Linked DNA regions of Mus musculus: regions 1 and 3 are each linked to region 2. The links are chromatin contacts, called in public ChIA-PET maps. All regions are on one chromosome and are shown on one strand. The core of a region is the stretch at or near the end of the contact, and the rest is flanking DNA. Distances in the headings are between cores, read along the strand shown.

What was found. ChIA-PET counts read pairs in DNA pulled down with a chosen protein or histone mark.
Region 1: a contact with region 2 is called in an RNA polymerase II ChIA-PET map of memory CD8 T cells, with 9 read pairs. The contact joins two enhancer-like sites. A contact is called at or near these places in 1 of 484 Hi-C or Micro-C datasets (nephron progenitors), 1 of 115 datasets of contacts at active chromatin or transcription factors (memory CD8 T cells) and 1 of 9 other capture datasets (adipose tissue).
Region 3: a contact with region 2 is called in an RNA polymerase II ChIA-PET map of memory CD8 T cells, with 47 read pairs. The contact joins the promoter of Erp44 here to the enhancer-like site in region 2. A contact is called at or near these places in 2 of 39 promoter capture datasets (hippocampal neurons and pre-B cells), 1 of 484 Hi-C or Micro-C datasets (natural killer cells), 3 of 115 datasets of contacts at active chromatin or transcription factors (bone marrow-derived macrophages, effector CD8 T cells and memory CD8 T cells) and 2 of 9 other capture datasets (adipose tissue and liver).

What each region holds. Positions count from the first base shown.
Region 1 is chr4:48,241,316-48,244,015 of GRCm38.p6, forward strand. It overlaps Erp44 (endoplasmic reticulum protein 44), which reads right to left. Exons shown (of 12, transcript NM_029572.3): 2 at 2,162-2,234; 3 at 1-20. Among named protein-coding and RNA genes, the nearest start is that of Mir1958, 29 kb to the left of the region's middle. Within about 2 kb of position 1,271, at least 21 of the 459 cell types and tissues checked have an H3K27ac peak or open chromatin away from gene starts, as enhancers often do. A contact at or near this core is called in memory CD8 T cells, where this site is marked.
Region 2 is chr4:48,075,430-48,078,129 of GRCm38.p6, forward strand. All of the region lies in intron 7 of Nr4a3 (nuclear receptor subfamily 4, group A, member 3), which reads left to right. Among named protein-coding and RNA genes, the nearest start is that of Nr4a3, 31 kb to the left of the region's middle. Within about 2 kb of position 1,367, at least 36 of the 459 cell types and tissues checked have an H3K27ac peak or open chromatin away from gene starts, as enhancers often do. A contact at or near this core is called in effector CD8 T cells, memory CD8 T cells, natural killer cells and 1 more, where this site is marked.
Region 3 is chr4:48,278,269-48,280,968 of GRCm38.p6, forward strand. Erp44 (endoplasmic reticulum protein 44) reads right to left here and starts at 1,321. Exons shown (of 12, transcript NM_029572.3): 1 at 1,116-1,321. The coding sequence starts at 1,172. Invs (inversin) reads left to right here and starts at 1,492. Exons shown (of 17, transcript NM_010569.4): 1 at 1,492-1,707.

The DNA of each region.
Region 1 (2,700 bases), core at 21-2,520, 170 kb after region 2:
TAAAGCAACATCAGCATTATCTGAAATTTAAAAACAAAAACAAAGTTATTTGTGTCTATATTGACATACTTAAAAATACAATTTTTATCATGATATTTTCCATTTATAAACAGTCAGTTAAAGCTTTGAGATAATAGCTACCACTCATCCAGAAAGCCATACAGAAAGGTTGGCTTATATATAACTTAACCCTTTCTCTACCCCGTCCTGGGTCGCAATGTAAACTCAGCAATCCATCCTCGTAAAGGAGGATCGCCTGGAGCTTACTTAATAATCCATTTTTAAATATTTCATACACATAGTAACTGGGAACCAGTTCTGCAAGGTGAATTCTTCACTGAAGAGATCTGATCAATTACCTATGTCTCATTCTCAGACATCTACCTTGCTGCATTATAAAATCCACTTTTCCTAGTTCCTACCTACTTAATAATACTCTGTCACACAAAATCTCACCATTATTTGAATCTTTGGACGTAAGGACTCGAGAAAGACACACTATTGCTTCTTTTGATTAAACCCAACTCAGAAAAACTTAAATGGCCAACCAGTGACTGCCTGAAATTGAGACCCATTCCATGGGCAAGAACCAATCCCTGAAACTATTAATAATAGAAATTCTGTTTGTTATGCTTGCAGACAGGAACCTAGCATAACTGTCCTCTGAGAGGCTCCACAATGGAAAGAGATGCAGAGACACACCCAAACAGTTGATAGAGCTTGGGAGAAAAACTGAGGGACCTGAAGAGAACAGGGACTCCCCGACACTGAATCACCAACCAAAGAGTGGGCACGGGCTGGACCGAGGTCCCCTGAACATATGTAGCAGATGAGCAGCTTAGTTGTCATTCAGGTCCCCCAAACAAGTGGAGCAGGGGCTGTCCCTGAACCTGTTGCCTGCCTGTGGATCCCACACCTCTAAAAGAACAACCTTTTCTGACATCAGTGGGAGAGGATGTGCCTAGTCCTTCTGTGACTTGATGTGTGTATATATGGGGAGAGGAGGCCGGGGGGGGGGGGGGGGTTGACACCCAGAGAGGGACTTCTCCTTCTAAGGGGACTTGCATGAGGGGGTACTAGGAGAGGAAGGACTGATACTGGGTTGTAAAATGATAAATAAATTTAATAACAACAACAACAACAACCTCTTTCAGAACTCATGAAAACAATACACAAAGATGTTTCAGAATCTGGACGGTGACAGGGATGAGAAAAGTGCATACTCCAGGCTCCTTCCCCTTTTCCTCTCACATTTTTGGTTCACTTGCATGTTCACTCAAGCTGTGACTCACAAACTGGTTTCTGGACCAGAAGTTCCACCATCACACAGGAACTCACAGAAATGTAAATTAGGTGCGGTCCAGCAGCTTCTGCCAGGAACTGGAGCTGCCCAAGCAGCACGGAGAGTAATAAGACCTGGTATATAGATGCTGCTCTAGAGAGCTCATGAGGTGGCAATAGCGTCTTTTGACAGTTAAAGCTCCACAAACATAAACCAATGTAGGTAATTTTATTTCCTCTTCATCTCAAATACTTTTGGGTTTGGTCATATGCAAACCAGTGACATGGCATTTTTGGTTTTAGTTTTTTGGTTTTTGTTTTTTTTTTAAAGAAGGACGATTTATGGACACTGCAGACATTTTAAAATCTCCTATATTGTAATCACCCACCATATCAACCATGCCTTGACCTTTTCTTTAGTATCTGTAAAAATCAGAATATCCCCCAAGTTAATTCTATCTATAATTACAGTATCAGTAAATAATATAGTCAGTATAACAATTACTGAACTTAACTGGATGTTATTAAAAAGATGGGTGAATAAGTCATTTAATTAAAATGAAAGAAAGAAATTCTTGGCTCTTCTCTATGGCTCTTAATATTCAGAGTGTAAAGTGACAACTGCAGGCCTTATGAGACACCTCATGCACTGTCAGAAATGCTATCTACAACAAGACAAACAAGTTAGATGTCTTACAAAACAGGAAAGAAGGACACACTTTAAGAAATTTTACTAATAATCAAAACCTAAAGTACTTTTATACAATCAGTGAAATGAGCCAGAATCTCAGCTTGTTATCTACTATAGATAATTGAAATTTTATTTATAATTTATTTATAGAGAAGAAAACATACTTTAAAAAAAAATCAAGATACTTACTTAAAATTTCATCTATATTCTCTGAATCAAGACTTGCTATTTCAGCTGTTATAGGTGTAAAAATTGAAGTTACCTGAAAATTTAAAAATGTAAAATTAACAATTCCATAAAAAAATAAAGCAGTCTAAAACAGTAATAAAGTTGGCTCTACCTGTTTTTAGAAAATCATCTATCAATTGATTTAATCATTATTAGCTATTCTGACCTTCATTATTTATTAGAACAATAAAATAGAAATATTAACTTCCCCAGCCTAAAAATTGGTCAGAGAATTCTTATACTTCCAAATAGTTTGTAAATAACTAGGAAAATTATGAATTTATTCAGCCATTCTGAAAGTGCTGATATAAAACTAAGCTCAGTGACTCTAACCAGCATTCATCTCAGACAGAGCCTGGAGGACCTGCCTGGACAGCCCTCGTACTGCTTTCACTGTCTGTGATAATGATGTGTTATGTGTCAGCTACCCCAAGAAAAATAATGTTTTCACTTTCTCTTTAATGTGGAAATCCAAGTTCTAGCTTGTCAAAGAGAATCTA
Region 2 (2,700 bases), core at 117-2,616:
GCCTGGAACTCACAGATCTGTCTGCCTCTGCCTCCAGAGTTCTAGGTTTAGAGGCAGAAGCCACTATGTCTGGCAATGTTTAGGTTTCTGAAGGGATAGGTTCAGTGAAGAGGAAGTCTGGGTAAACGGTACGTTATGGGGAATTAAGAACACTCAATGTGCTGGTCATGAATAACTTCCTAACGCAGTAGCATTTCGATGAAAAGGTCACTCTAAACCAGGGAAACCAGAGATCCAGGGCATGACCATAAAACAGCCCAGCACAGTTGTGGGGAAATCATGGACAGTCAAAGTGCTTTCTTCATGGATTTAATCATATACATGACCAGAGCGGAAAGAGGAGAGCATTTCAAGGAGTCCAAGCAATGATTCTGAACGACTTCCTGTTCTGAAGCAAACGTGAGAGCAGAGGCAGGAATCTACTCTGGAAGATAGTGTTGCCACCTCCCGGGGCACCAGCTTGCACACAGTCTCTGGGCTCTGGGAAAATGTAAAGGCTTTTCAGTGAAACAACTGACTCATTGGGATATTTGCCTTGTTACTATGAACTATAACCTTGGGGTATAAGCATGAATTTCCTATCCAGTGATCGATAGGGGAATATGTTCTAAAGGGTCCTTTGGAGCCAATAGCAGAAGAAATTTTGATGCCCAAGTGGAGTTTTGTTTTTTGTTTTTTTTTTAATTTCCCAAGGTGTTGTTTTATAGATTCAAGGTAGAACAATGAGTTCTTTCTCTTCTATCTATTTTTCCTGGTCTTCTTGGAACATGACCTCTAAGATGGAAGAAAGGCAGATCTAGGGGCAGTGTGAGATCAGCACTTGGCTGATCCCTCACCCTGTCGCTCCAGAGCATGTCTGCTTGCTTTAAATATCTGGCCATTCTGATTTTTCCATCAAATAGAGCTATCAGCCATGTGGCAAGGGCAAGTATGGATGTGGAGATTAAAGGTCTGAGTTCAGGTCTTCACATGGCCACACTTGGGATATACTTTGGGGGCCCAAACAAAAGTCTAAATCCTGCTGTCTGGTGCATGACCCGTATTCACCGAACACGTGTGTTGTAAATATCAAATATCAGCAAGTCTCTCAAATTAGGAAAATCTAAATAATTTTTAGCCCACCATTGTTATTAGAAAATAGCCTGACTCCCTGAGAGATGCCTAATTTCACTTAGATTAATTCAGTCGGTGTCTGTGGCGCTCTGCCACATGCCAGGCGCAGAGTCCCTTCCCTTTAAGGAGTCCATAGTCTTAGAAAGACAGACAGAAAAGACAGCTTTGTGCACCTCGACCTAACTTGTGGCTCCCTGACCAGTGTGGGTTCTGGGGCTGGCCAGCAGTTGGCAGAGGACACATGGTTCAATAAGTGGCAGCAGTGTGACTTCCTAGAGACAGAGGAGGGGCTCAGAGCAGGAAGTCCTGTTACATGTTTGCTGTCTCCGGAACAGCCCCATTTTTTTTTCTTCCTCCTTGGCTAGAACTGTGTCATCATCTCAAAGTTGGCCAGTGGCCCAAGACCTGCTCAAGAAAGCTGGCTTGGGGGGATGGGCTACTGTTGAATGCTATCCGTCCCTGTCTCTATGCACTGCCTTCTGCTCTGAGGAGGAGATCCTGGGGCTTCTCTTATCAACCAAGAGGCAGAAGTGTGAACTGTGAAATAGCAAACGTTAGCTCAATGTAAGAAACCAGCATCGAACATTGACGTGGGAACAAGCTTCTTTGGGAGAGGGCTCTCATAGGCAGTAAAATAAGATGCCTTGGGAAACGGGGTTTACCGAGATGAGGTGAACATAGGATAGAGATGCTGCCCAGCAGCTTTGAGGGCAAGGACTCCCTAGGGCTGAGCTTCTCCACCCGGCATACAGAGCATTGGACATAGGGTTAAGTTACATATGCTAGTTGTGTGGGCCTGGAGCAGGGCCTACGGTTGTGCGTTTCTCAGAGGTTCCTGGGCTTTGTTGACTCCTCTGGGATGCGAGCCACTCTTGAGGAACAACGGAACCTATTGTCAATTAGGACTCTTTAACATTAATGATAGCTAATATTTTTTTAGACCGTACCTGGCACTATGCCAAGAGTTTCACATATGTGGTTTTAGTGTTGCTTAATAAATCTGGAAGTACCTGGGATGGATCACAGCAAGGAAGCCAGTCAAAAGCAATTAAAACAACGCAGGCAGCAGATATTAGAGATCTTGTCCAGAGGAAATTCTCATTGAGAAAACACAGATGCAAGGAACACCACACAGAGAGTAACTAAAGATTCTGGAATAGGACCCCAGGGAAGGAATCCCCAGAGGTTATTATGAGTTTGGGAGAAGGGAGATTTCTGTACCATTAGCAGATGAACTCAGAGCCATGGCTGGCACGAAAGGTAATGAATGGAGTTTTAAAAACAGCGTATTTGCAAGTATTTATTAAGTGTCTACTATATTCCAAGTACCTGACATTATTCCAAGTACTTGCTATGTAAAGATCATTTCATTCTCAGAGCAAGACAAAAAGCAACTGGCATTTTTAGCCCTCTTTCACAAGTGTGGAAACGCCCCAAAGTCACCCAGCTCACAACTGACAGAGCTGAGAGGCACGAAGAGGGGGGCTTCTGCCTGGGAAGTCTGGGAGTTTGGAAAGTTCTTTAGTACCGGAGCTTCTTAAGGGCTCCCAGCTCATTCTTTTCATTTGAGCAACTTTCACGCTGAGT
Region 3 (2,700 bases), core at 71-2,570, 200 kb after region 2:
TTAAAAAATGGCTTTCAAGCCATAATGAGAATGAAAAGTATTTTAAGTGCAGACATTAAACTTTTTATGTGATACGGGGGAATACACACTACAAATTAAGAAATCTATTTCTAGACTCAGTTTCGCCTGTAACCAACTACACAGCTTCTTGCAAGTTAATTATTATTCTTAAGCTGTGAAGAAAGTAATTTATATTCAATGATGCTAATCTTAGCTTTCTAAGAATCTACCACAATTCAAGTATTCTCAAATGCTGTCATTACGGTCCAATTAAATTCCTCTCATGTTCACATATGGAGTTAGACCTTCAGTTTTTGTCTCAATTTGACCTTAAGAAGAGGCCAAGTAAGTTGCATACTCAAGATAGACTTCAGAAGAAGAACTGGGGGAAGATTCTTTTCTAAGATGGGATGGTGTTGGGCAGGCAGGGAAGTACCAAGCACCTAGGTATGCAGGAGAGCTGGTTATTCTCCAGTTCAGAGCACTGACCAAGATTTATGTATGCTTCTAGGGTGCAGAGGTTGCAACAAGGCTAGCAGGAGGCTCTAGCAGAGCCTGTCAGATAATCACATCCTCCACCTTTTCAAATTCCTATTCTCCCAGTCGACACCAAACCAGACTCCAGTTCCGGGTTTCCAACCAATCACATTAAGCCACAACAGAGGGCTTTGCCAGCCGGTTTCAAGGATCCAGAGAGAGATTCACACGACCCCAACACCTGTCGGCTTCTAACGCCCCTCCATGTGGGAGAAAACATTAGGTGTACCCTAGGTCCCTTAGGATTCTGGTGCCCCAAGCAGGTCCTCAACGTCCACAAAACTGAAACGAACTCCAGGGGCCTCAGCGGTGACCTCCCTCCCACGGATCACTCACTCCCCCCAAGGCGAATTCTCCTATTTGCAGGTTCCAAGCCCTGACTGTGCTTTCGCAGGCCTTGTGGACCGCAGGCTTAAGGAGCCAAAAGAACGGCCAAAGTGAAGGTAGTGCCCGGGGGTGCACGCCTCGCCAGCGGAGGAGAGTCGAGGCAAGCAGGGGGCTGCACCGTTCCCCCTCGCGGAGGGCGGGAGGCGTTCAGGGACACAGTCGGAGGGTTTGTCACCCCGACATACACTCACCAGGAGCAGCAAGGAGCATCTGAGGTCTGCTAAAGACAGGAAGACCGCAGGATTCATGGTAACGACGGGGTCGACGGCGGGGTCAGGAGGTGGCGGCTGGGACTGGACCGGGCTAGAAAAGGGCTGGGCTCCGGGGCCGGCGGCAGCGGCACCTCGTCCTCTCGACCCGGAGCTCCAGCGGCGAACACCCGGGACAACTTCCAGAGAGGCCTCTCACGCCCTCACTTCCGGGTCCTGCCCATCTCGAAGCACGTCGGGAAATGTAGTCCATACTGTAGTTTCATTGACCATGTCATCGGAGAGCTGGGACTCTCTTTCCCAGTAAGCCCTGTGCCCACGACGGCCAAGCCATCTGTGCGCGGGGCTCTTCGGGATTGGAAGGGACCGCGTACCTCTGTGCCTCCGGGACGGGAACTACAATTCCCAGAGGGCTGTGCAGCCTGGAGCCCCAGGCTACTTCTTCAGAGCTCCCGGGCTCTAGTGTCCTGGGGTCTGTTCCTGTGGGCGCAGTGGCCTGGCTTGGCGGTAGGGGCGGCCCCGTGAGGGTTGTGCCTCCTGGGGCGGCCCCGGGACGCCATTCTTGGAGTCAGGGGTGAGTAGGAAGCGGTCCAGCATCGGCGGCTCGGGTAGGATGGAGAGCACCGCCCCGGGCTGCTGCTGCGTTTTCTTGGCCCGCCTGATCTGAGGTGTGGCCTGAGCCTCCATCCCTGGCCTCCAAGCTGCTGCCTCTTCTTTCTGTGCTACTTCCTCCGTTATATAAGGAGAATCACCACTGGGGCTTCGGTCAATCACTTACCCAGGGTTGTTTCAGAGGGTCCGTGAAACGAAGAGAACAGGGATGGGAAAGCATGCTGTAAACTGTAAAGCGCAGTGCCCAAGTGGCCGTGACCACTTCTTACAGTACAATTACGAAGTAACCAAGTAATAAAGGATTTTAACTTGGTGTATGGTAGCTTTCCAGAATCTTCTGTGAACATCCAGCTAGATCCACGTGCCTGGAAAGTTAGCCACATCATCACTACTTAGGAGGCATTCTTCATTTGTGATTCTCCCTACTCCAGTTCTTTGCTTCAGCCTTCCTGCTGCCTGAAGTGGCCTTACCCTTTTTCTTTCTGGCTTGCCATCTCAAGTGTCACCACTTCTGACATTTGATTCCCCTGACATCTGTCACAGTCACCAAATCTTTCTTCCTAAGCAGAATTTCTTTTTTCTGTGTGTGAGCTCAGCACCACTACGTTTGCATAGCAGTAATTAGAGTGTTTATTGCACAGGCTTATTTTATAATTATTTAATGATGATGATACATTTTAAAGCACTAACAAAGTGGCTTTGATTTCTTTCTATAAAAAATTATTTATTGGGGTGGGGACAACAAGGAAATGAGCATCTCTGCTAAAGGAGAAGAAGGAGGAGGAGGAAGAGGAGGAGGAGGAGAAAGAAGAAGAAGAAGAAGAAGAAGAAGAAGAAGAAGAAGAAGAAGAAGAAGAAGAAAATGATGAAGAACTAGCAACAGCACCTAGAGGAATGGCTTTCCCAGGGAGACAAAATTAAAGTGTAGTGGAGCCAATACTTAAACCCACTATTT